Linked DNA regions of Pan troglodytes: region 2 is linked to region 1. A link is a contact called in public Hi-C data. All regions are on one chromosome and are shown on one strand. The core of a region is the stretch at or near the end of the contact, and the rest is flanking DNA. Distances in the headings are between cores, read along the strand shown.

Region 1 (4,435 bases), core at 686-3,185:
CAGGCATCCTGTAGTATCCGAGTGAGATAAAGGCAGACTTTGGCTCCTCTGATAAACTTCAGCAGTGTGGATCTCTCCGCCCCACGTCATGAGTGATCAACGTTCTTCTGTGGAGACTCCTGGCGTCCAGTTGAAAGTCGTGCGGCTGAGACCTCCGCGGTGCCACAGAGAAAATAGGTGTGGGGGCTGCACGGGGCCTTGAAAACTAACCGGATATCCCCGTGGAGAACGCTGGTGGGAGACTGGGCGTTCCTCAAAGTCCCGAGTGGCACAGCTGTTAGTGCTCATCTCCAGAAACCCACAGCACCTGCCCCCACGAAATCTGTGGAGAACACGAGCAGGAGGTGCAAATAATTCTGACTCCTCGGCGGAAGAACAGGAATAAGAAAGCCTGGCCTGGCCGTGGGTTGCTGGGTGAAAAGCAGCATTGCATTCGAAATGTTAGTTCATTGCAATAAATGGGTTCAGCTCCTCTTTGGAAATATTACTATAGCACAAAGTACTTTATGAAAGCCTTTTTAAAAATCAGATATTATCAGATAGTTGGTTAAAGAGCTGATTAGCTTATCAAAATGTCTGCCTATAGACGAGGCACTTGGGGCGCTCAGCACAGAGACCCCCATACCTTTTCCTGTGTGCCCACAGAGTAAGCGTTCTGAGGGCCGAGGGGAAGAGGCGACATGCAAGTTCCCACGGAGAGGAAGAATTGTTAATGGCAAAAGAATCCCAATGGAAGGTAAATTCCCTCTGATATTACACTGTGAGTCTCTGAGAAGCAACACCAGGCTTTAATAGACAAACGCGGTATTTCCTCCTGATTATTTAATTGGCACGGGAGAGCCACGCAGGTTACGAATTTGTAAGAAAACCCCAGCGGGCCCTGTTTCTGACCCCTTGGGAGGCATTCATTTAAGAAAACTTGTATTTTCTGTGTGCCCCAACTTGCACGGGGGGCGCCAACAAGCTCTGGGAACAGATGGGATTTCAGAAGCCGGGCCTCAGCGCCAACCGCGGGCTGCTGGCTCCCTCTGCTGTCCGAGTCCTCACTTGCGTTCAAGTGAAAGAGCGCGTTTCCCGGCTGATTCTGTGCCAGGAGAAATCGTGAAGGCAAGAAGACTGGGCTCAGAGCCAGGGGCCCTCCCGGGATTTGATAGCTCCTATTTCGATTTGAGCAGGACCTGCAGCCTTGTCAGTGTCTGAGCTCATGGGTAAGGTTGGGAGTAACCATTCATTGGCCAAGTGGTACCCCCCACCCCTGGGGAGGAGGAGAACAATTTCTTTCAAGGACTTTTCTGGGTACCCGGCGTGGGGAGTAAAGAGGGAGTCTCTGGAAGCAAAAAGGATCCTGAGAGGCCTGGGCAAATGACACTGGCTTTGCTTGAACCTGGAAGGCCAGACGGAGGAAAAAGAACTTCTGTTGCTGGGCGCGGTGCCTCATGCCTGTAATCCCAGCACTTTGGAGGCCGAGGCGGGTGAATCACTTGAGGTCAGCAGTTCAAGACCAGCCTGGCCAACATGGCGAAACTCTCTCTCTACTAAAATACAAAAATTAGCCTGGCGTGGTGGTGGGCGCCTGTAATCCTAGCTACCCGGGAGGTTGAGGCAGGAGAATTGTTTGAACCCAGAAGGTGGAGGTTGCAGTGAGCCGAGATTGCGCCACTGCACTCTAGCCTGGATGACAAAGTGAGACTCCGTCTCAAAAAAAAAAAAAAAAAAAAAAAAAAAAAAAATATATATATATATATATATATATATATATATGTATTCTGTTGATGGTTCGCATTGTTTTCTGCCCAGAATCCCCACTGTCCTCTCCTCAGGCTGATGGCAAAACTTCTCCCACCCAGATGACCTCCCTCCACCAACACCTGAGAGGCCCTCAGGCGATCTGATGCGAGGCCAGGCCGCTGGGGCCTCCGGCAGGAACAGTCCGCAGAAGGAGGAAGGCAGATTGCAGAAGCGGCAGTGCTGTCCGGTAGGGAAGGCCCCGACGTCCGCCCTTCCCCAGACCGTGGGCTCCCCTCGCTTCCAGGGGTGGAGGAGAAAAGAGCTGGAGAAACGTGCCACGACTCAAACAAATTTACTTCCGTGGTGGATTCTGATTTTATTGAACAAAATGAGGTGAGAAATGTCACATTTCTTTCTTCCTGCTTCAAGTCAAATCTAATCTGGCGAGGCTGGAATACAATTCTTTTCATGACAGAGGCTCTCTCCTTCCCTCTCGGGGTCCTATCAAGGTCCCGGGGTGCGGGCAGGAGAGGCCTCTGGTTTCTGGTTGCCATTGGCTGGTTTACAGACCCCTCGTCCTCACCCCCCTGGTCCTCAATGCCCTCCTGTTGAGCCAGGGCGCGGAGGTCACTGCACAGGCTGGGCCTGCCTCCCCTGCTGAGTTCAAGCGGTTATTCCCCTGAGGCCCTGCCACATCGCTGGGACTGCTCAGAAGCTGGAGACACCAGTCCCCTTTCTCAGCGTGGGAAGCTCTCACATTCCATTCTAGTCTTCCTGCCTCCTGAGCCCAGCCCTAGGCAGGCTCATCCCAGAGAAATGGGCCCTCACAGTGCCACCCTTAAACCTGGACAAGAGGGGCACCGTGTCCCTCTTATGGGACCTGCATATCCCCAGGGGGCACAATGTGTGAAAGAATGCGTAGCACTTCTGTCACTCAGATGTGGCCCCTAGAGCTGGCACAGGGTCACCTGTAACCCTAAACAGATGCTGTCCTCAGGAACACTGTTCAGGCCTCAGAGAAATTGCCTTCCCCCCCGCCCCCCCCCCCCCGCCCTCCTTTTTTGAGAGAAAGGGTCTCACTCTGTTACCCGGGCTGGAGTGCAGTGGCACAATCACGATTCCCTGCAGCCTCGACTTCCTGGGCTCAATCGATCCTCCTGCCTCAGCCCCACAAGTAGCTGGGACTACAGGCGCGTGCTACCACACCTGGCTAATTTTTGTGTTTTTAGTAGAAATGGGGTTTCATCATGTTGGCCAAGCTGGTATTGAACTCCTGGTCTTAAGAGATCCGACTGCCTTGGCCTCCCAAAGTACTGGGATTACAGGCATGGGCCACAAAGCTTGGCCTGAAATTGCCATTCTTATCTTTCACCCTGTGTCTTCCAAACAAAAGGTGGCTGTGACAGAGCGGCTTGAAACTTTAGAGGCTCCCAGAGCGGCTTGAAAGTTTAGAGGCTCTTCTGCTCAGAAACGTGGAAAGGATTTAAGTATTAGAAGTGCCTAGGGCGGAGGGAAGACAGATTAATTCACTTGTCAAATACTTTCTTCCAGCATCAAAGCACAACAAAGCGTTGCTTCTCAATAGTGCTGAGTCCTTTCTCTTGCTTGTCTTTGTGTTCTAATTCATGGTTTCAGTTCTTTGATATTCACAACAGGTACGCATGGTGGCTGAAGGGCGCTTTGTGATATTAAACAATACGTATTCCTCTTAAATGTGTGTATGTAAAGGCTAGAGGTAACATGTTTGAAGCGAAATGTCGATTCTTTATATTGTTAACTCTATAGAAAATGACCAGTAGAATTTAAATAGTGCTATTTTTATAAAAATGTTTAAGATTTAATCTAAATTCAAAATATCAAATAAAAATTTCAGCTTTTAAAAAAGCTTGATTTACTTTGTTATTTAAATTTTGTCTTTTATTTTCATTAAAAAATCTTTTGAATTTTTTTTATTTTAAATAATAGAGGCAGGGTCTCACCATGTTGTCTAGGCTGGTCTTGAACTCCTGGACTCAAGTGATCCTCCCACCTTGGCCTCCCAAAGTGCTGGGAGTACAGATATGAGCCACCTTGCCAGGTCTGTCTTTTAATTTAAAATGTGTGGCTGGGCACAGTGACTCACACCTATAATCCCAGCACTTTGGGAGGCCCAAGTGGGTGGATCATTTGAGATCAGGAGTTCGAGACCAGCCTGGCCAACATGGTGAAACCTCATCTCTACTAAAAATACAAAAATTAGCTGGGTGTGGTGGCGCATGCCTGTAATCTCAGCTCCTTTGAAGACTGAGTTGGGAGAATCGCTTTAACCTGGGAGGTGGAGGTTGCAGTGAGCCAAGATCACGCCGCTGTACTCCAGCCTGGGTGAGAGAGCAAGACTCCATCTAAAAAAATAAAATAAAATAAAATGTGTGACTACTTGAGAGAAAAAATTTTTTGAAAACATAATTTTAATATTTAAATTTTTACGTTTATGGCAATTCATGTTTTTGATTAGTACGTTTTAAAATTATATTCATTCAGAATACAGTTGCATTGAATTTTTTTAGGTCCTGGATAATATGTGAATAAGTCAAAATAATAAAAATAGAAAATACGGCAGTGGAGCTCTGAAAATAAAAAAGATTGAAAAAAGAAAGAAAATCTTCAGAGAAATGGACTGCATGCTTTTTTTTTTTTTTTTTTTTTTTTTTGAGGCGGAGTCTCGCTT
Region 2 (4,435 bases), core at 1,341-3,840, 94 kb after region 1:
CTGTGCTTCATTTTCTGATGTACAGTGCCTTGAATATGATTATTTCATATAATGTCTACTTTTTTATTGATTTAGGCTGGAGAGTTAAGCCAGTCCCTGTTACTTTATCTTGTATGAAAGCAGAGTCTAAGGAATTCTTTTTTAAACTGTAAAGTTAGGTAATCATGCTTACATTCTCTCTGAATTCCTAGAGAACAGACTGGTTGCAGTCAAATTTGATCAAAAGGAGGCTCCTCAAGACTTCAACTCCTTCATTATCAAACCTTGAATTTCTGAATGAGAGGAACATTTAGAGCCACAAACAGAATTCTCCACAAGGGCAGGAAAATGGTCTGTTCAAAGGGCAGTTTTGAGACTAGATTTCAGTGTTATTCTCCAGATTAAGAAGAGGGGTGACTCTTTTTTCCCCATGGAAATCCCTTCAATGATAATAATCACTATGAGAGTTTTTGAAATGTATATCCCAGTTTCTTTTTTCCATAAGATCCCAAAGCTCTTAACAAATATAGTAATCAATATGCAAACTAGGATCATAATCAAAGAGTCTTGTGTTCCAGACTAATTTCTCACCACCGCTTCTGGGCTTGCTCAGTTGCTCTGGCAGGCTAGTATCTGCCTTGTATGTGTTTTTCTTTTTTTCACCATTCCCTGTGGTTCTCTTTCTCTTTCATTATTTCTAGCTCTCTTTGAACTTCTCTTTCTCACTATATTGGAACATAAGACACGTGCATTTCACTCCTAGAATTATTACTATTCCATGAAACACTGGCTGAGTCACTTTAGCCTTTGGCTTTTAATAAAATAATAATAAGGCTGGGCACAGTGGCTCATACCTATAATCCCAGCACTTTGGGAGACCGAGGCAGGAGGATTGCTTAAGCCCAGGAACTCAAAACCAGCCCGGGTAACATGGCGAAACCCCATCTCTATAAAAAATAAAAAAAAAAAATTAGCTGGGTGTGGTGGTGCACACCTGTAGTCCCAGCTACTTGGGAGCCTGATGCTAGAGGATTGATTGAGCCCAGGAGGTTGAGGCTGCTGTGAGTTGAGATCACACCACTGCTCAACAGAATGAGATCTATCTCAAAATAATAATAATAATAATAATAATAAAGGGTTAAACTAGTTGCCACCCTTCTGCCTATCTTCTGGGAATTATGGTACTAGAAAACGAAGTAGCATGTACGAGAAGCTTTCTCAAGTTTAATAGATTTCACCTGCTTCATTCTTCCGTGTAGGCTCTCTCTTATCAAGTGCCTACAGTGGCTCAAGACTGAGCAAGGTGCCATACTGGAGACAGTTTTTGGGGTGTGCAGGGTGAAGAAAGAGCTTCCAAGGGAAAGAAGCCCCTAGGTAGTTTATAATCTTATAATTCTCTTAAGTACAGGTCACGCTTTGGACTCTTCGAAGAATGGCTGGGTCCACTGTAATTGGATAGTATTTACTACAAAGAAGGTGCTTTTATGTGTGTGTATGTTCAATTAACCTGGCATCTTTTGATTTAAACTGTAAGAATGTTTTAATATTTTTTGCCCAGTCCCATTGGTAGTCATTTTCACAGAGACAGTGACTCAGTCTGCCTCAAATGGGCCCAGGATAAACAGGTTTTGCTTAACCTTTCCATGAGCAACTTTTCACGTGTTAAAGTGTGCTAGAGTCAGATTACATGGGCTTGTGAGTCCTTTCAACATGGATAGGAAAGGAACCTCTAAGCCTCTGTTTCTTTACCTGAAACATGAGAATAGTCTTCCCCCTGCATAGAGTTAGCATGGAATTAAATGAGATGCTGCATATAAAACATTTAGTATAATTCCTGGCATGTAGTAAGCGCTCACTTATTGTCGGTTACTCTCATTATTCATCGTTCAGTAACTTACTTACTCAGTCCCTATTATGTGCAGGGTCTTTGACTTGGGTCTGAGATATTCTAATGAAAAAGCTGTCTCCTGGCCGGGCACGGTGGCTCATGCCTATAATCCCAGCACTTTGGCAGGCCGAGGTGGGCGGATTACCGGAGGTCAGGAGTTTGAGACCAGCCTGGCCAACATGGTGAAACCCCATCTCTACTAAAAACACAAAAATTAGCTGGGTGGGATGGCGGGTGCCTATAATCCTAGCTATTCAGGAGACTGAGGCAGGAGAATCGCTTGAGCCCAGGAGGCGGAGGTAGCAGTGAGAGAGGATTGCGCCACTGAACTCCAGCCTGGGCGACAGAGCAAGACTCTGTCTCAAAAAAAAAAAAAAAAAAAAAAAAAAAAAAAAAAAGAAAAAAGGAAAAGAAAAAGAAAAAACTATCTCCCTGCACTACAGTCTAAAGGAAGGGTTGGCAAACTTTTTCCATTAAGAGCCAGATGGTAAATATTTCAGACTTTGTGGGCCATATGGTCTCTCTTGCAACTGCTCAACTCTGATGTTATAGCTCAAAAGCAGTCACATACAAGACATTAACAAATGGGTATGGCTTTGTTCCAATAGTTTACAAACCCCTGTTCTAGAGGGAAGACAGATATTCAAAGAAACCATTGCAATACAGTGTGGTAAGTGGTACGATAGAGGAAGTGGGGAATGATCTAGCCTGTCACCACTCATTGTGCAGTCTTTAGACAAGCTGCATTGGCATCACCAGGGAGCCTGTGAGGAATGCAGATCCTCACACCTCATCCCAGAACTGTGGAATCAGAGTCTGCATTTAACAGACTGAATTTTTTGCCCAGTCCCATTGGTAGCCATTTTCCATATGATGCAAAAACGCTTGATAAATATAGTAATCAATACGCACACTAGGATCACAATCAAAGGGCTTAACAAAAGAAGCTCTGACAGAGGGCTACGTTATACAAGCAAGAATATCTCATTTGAAAGCTGAAGGACAAGCAGAAGATTTTGGGGCAATGTGTGGGCCAGGGGACATCTTTTAGGCAGAAAGTACAGCAAGTACAGAGATGTGGAGGTGAGGAAGAACACAGTTGAAGAACTCAAGAAATTAGAGAACCTTGCTGGCAGTAAGTTGGTAACACTACTCTAGGCTAGAAGAAATTTAAGCAACATAACAGTCAAATGCAGTGACCTGATTTTGTTTAGGTCCTGTTTTGAAGAAACCAATTATAAAAAGACATTTTTGAAACAATTGTTTTTTGTTTTTTTTTTTTGAGACAGAGTCTTGTTCTGTCACCCAGGCTGGAGTGCAATGGCACGATCTCGGCTCACTGCAACCTCTGGCTCCCAGGTTAAAGTGATTTTCCTGCCTCGGCCTCCCAAGTAGCTGGAACTACTAGCTTCCGCCACCATACCCGGCTAATTTTTGTATTTTTAGTAGAGACGGGGTTTCACCATGTTGGCCAGGCTGGTCTCGAACGCCTGACCTCAAATGATCCACCTGCCTCGGCCTCCCAAAGTGCTGGAATTACAGGCGTGAGCCACCATGCTCAGCTGAAAATTTGAATATAAAGTGAGTATTAATACCACTGATTGTGATAAAGGTTTTGTGTTTATACATAAAAAGTCTATTAGAGAGATATATGGAAGGACTTTGGGGTGAAATGGCATGATGACAGGGATTTTAAGAAATATTCACAAAAAAAGAAGGCTGACCAAAAGGAAGACATGAAGCAACTGGAGCAAAAAGTGAATAACTGTTGAATCCAAGGGTGGGTGTATTGAGTTTTTTTATATTATTCTCTCTTCTTTTGTGTACTTTTGAAAACTTTCTTAATAAAAAAGTTAAGGAAGAATGTTGGACTGCATCAAGTCTCTTGTCTCTGCTTTTATGTGAAATTCAGCTCATGATTAATCCATCCCAAGAGCTGTGTACAAAGCAATATTTTCCATCTTTGAAGACAATTTAGAAGTCCTTGACAGGAGGTCACTCTGAGCCCAGTGGATCTACGTGCATTTCCTTTTATTGGAAAGAGCAGAAGAGCAGTGGCTTCAAGGAAGTTTTACTCCATTTCTTTTTTCTTTTTGTTTTTGTTTTTTTTTTGAGACCGAGTCTTGCTCTGTCACCAGGCTGGAGTGCAGTGGTGCTATCTCGACTCACTGTAACCTCTGCCTCCCGGGTTCAACCAATTTTCCTGCCTCAGCCTCCCGAGTAGCTGGGACTACAAGCATGCGCCACCACGCCCAGCTAATTTTTTTCGTATTTTTAGTAGAGATGGGGTATCACCATGTAGACCAGGATGGTCTGAATCTCTTGACCTCATGATCCACCAGCCTCGGCTTCCCAAAGTGCTAGGATTACAGGCGTGAGCCATTTCTTAAAGCAGATGTGTCTGAGCTGGGGGATGAGGGTCTCTCATCCCAGCCCAGACCCTCATCCAGGGCCCCCGCTTCCCCTGTAGTAAAGGCGCAGCTAGGTCTGCAGCTTGCTGAACAGTGTACTGCAATGGACACGAGAAGAATGCGCACCTTTGTGCTCCTGGTTTGGAATCAAGTATAT

The links. Hi-C and Micro-C count contacts between places; a contact is called where the count stands out from the background.
Region 2: a contact with region 1 is called in a Hi-C map of stem cell-derived neural progenitor cells, with 3 times the contacts expected there. The contact joins two enhancer-like sites. A contact is called at or near these places in 3 of 7 Hi-C or Micro-C datasets (blood, induced pluripotent stem cells and stem cell-derived neural progenitor cells).

What each region holds. Positions count from the first base shown.
Region 1 is chr15:69,732,111-69,736,545 of NHGRI_mPanTro3-v2.0_pri, forward strand. No RefSeq gene overlaps it. Among named protein-coding and RNA genes, the nearest start is that of RGS6, 170 kb to the right of the region's middle. Within about 2 kb of position 1,936, at least 8 of the 24 cell types and tissues checked have an H3K27ac peak or open chromatin away from gene starts, as enhancers often do. A contact at or near this core is called in stem cell-derived neural progenitor cells, where this site is marked.
Region 2 is chr15:69,825,066-69,829,500 of NHGRI_mPanTro3-v2.0_pri, forward strand. No RefSeq gene overlaps it. Among named protein-coding and RNA genes, the nearest start is that of RGS6, 80 kb to the right of the region's middle. Within about 2 kb of position 2,591, at least 3 of the 24 cell types and tissues checked have an H3K27ac peak or open chromatin away from gene starts, as enhancers often do. A contact at or near this core is called in stem cell-derived neural progenitor cells, where this site is marked.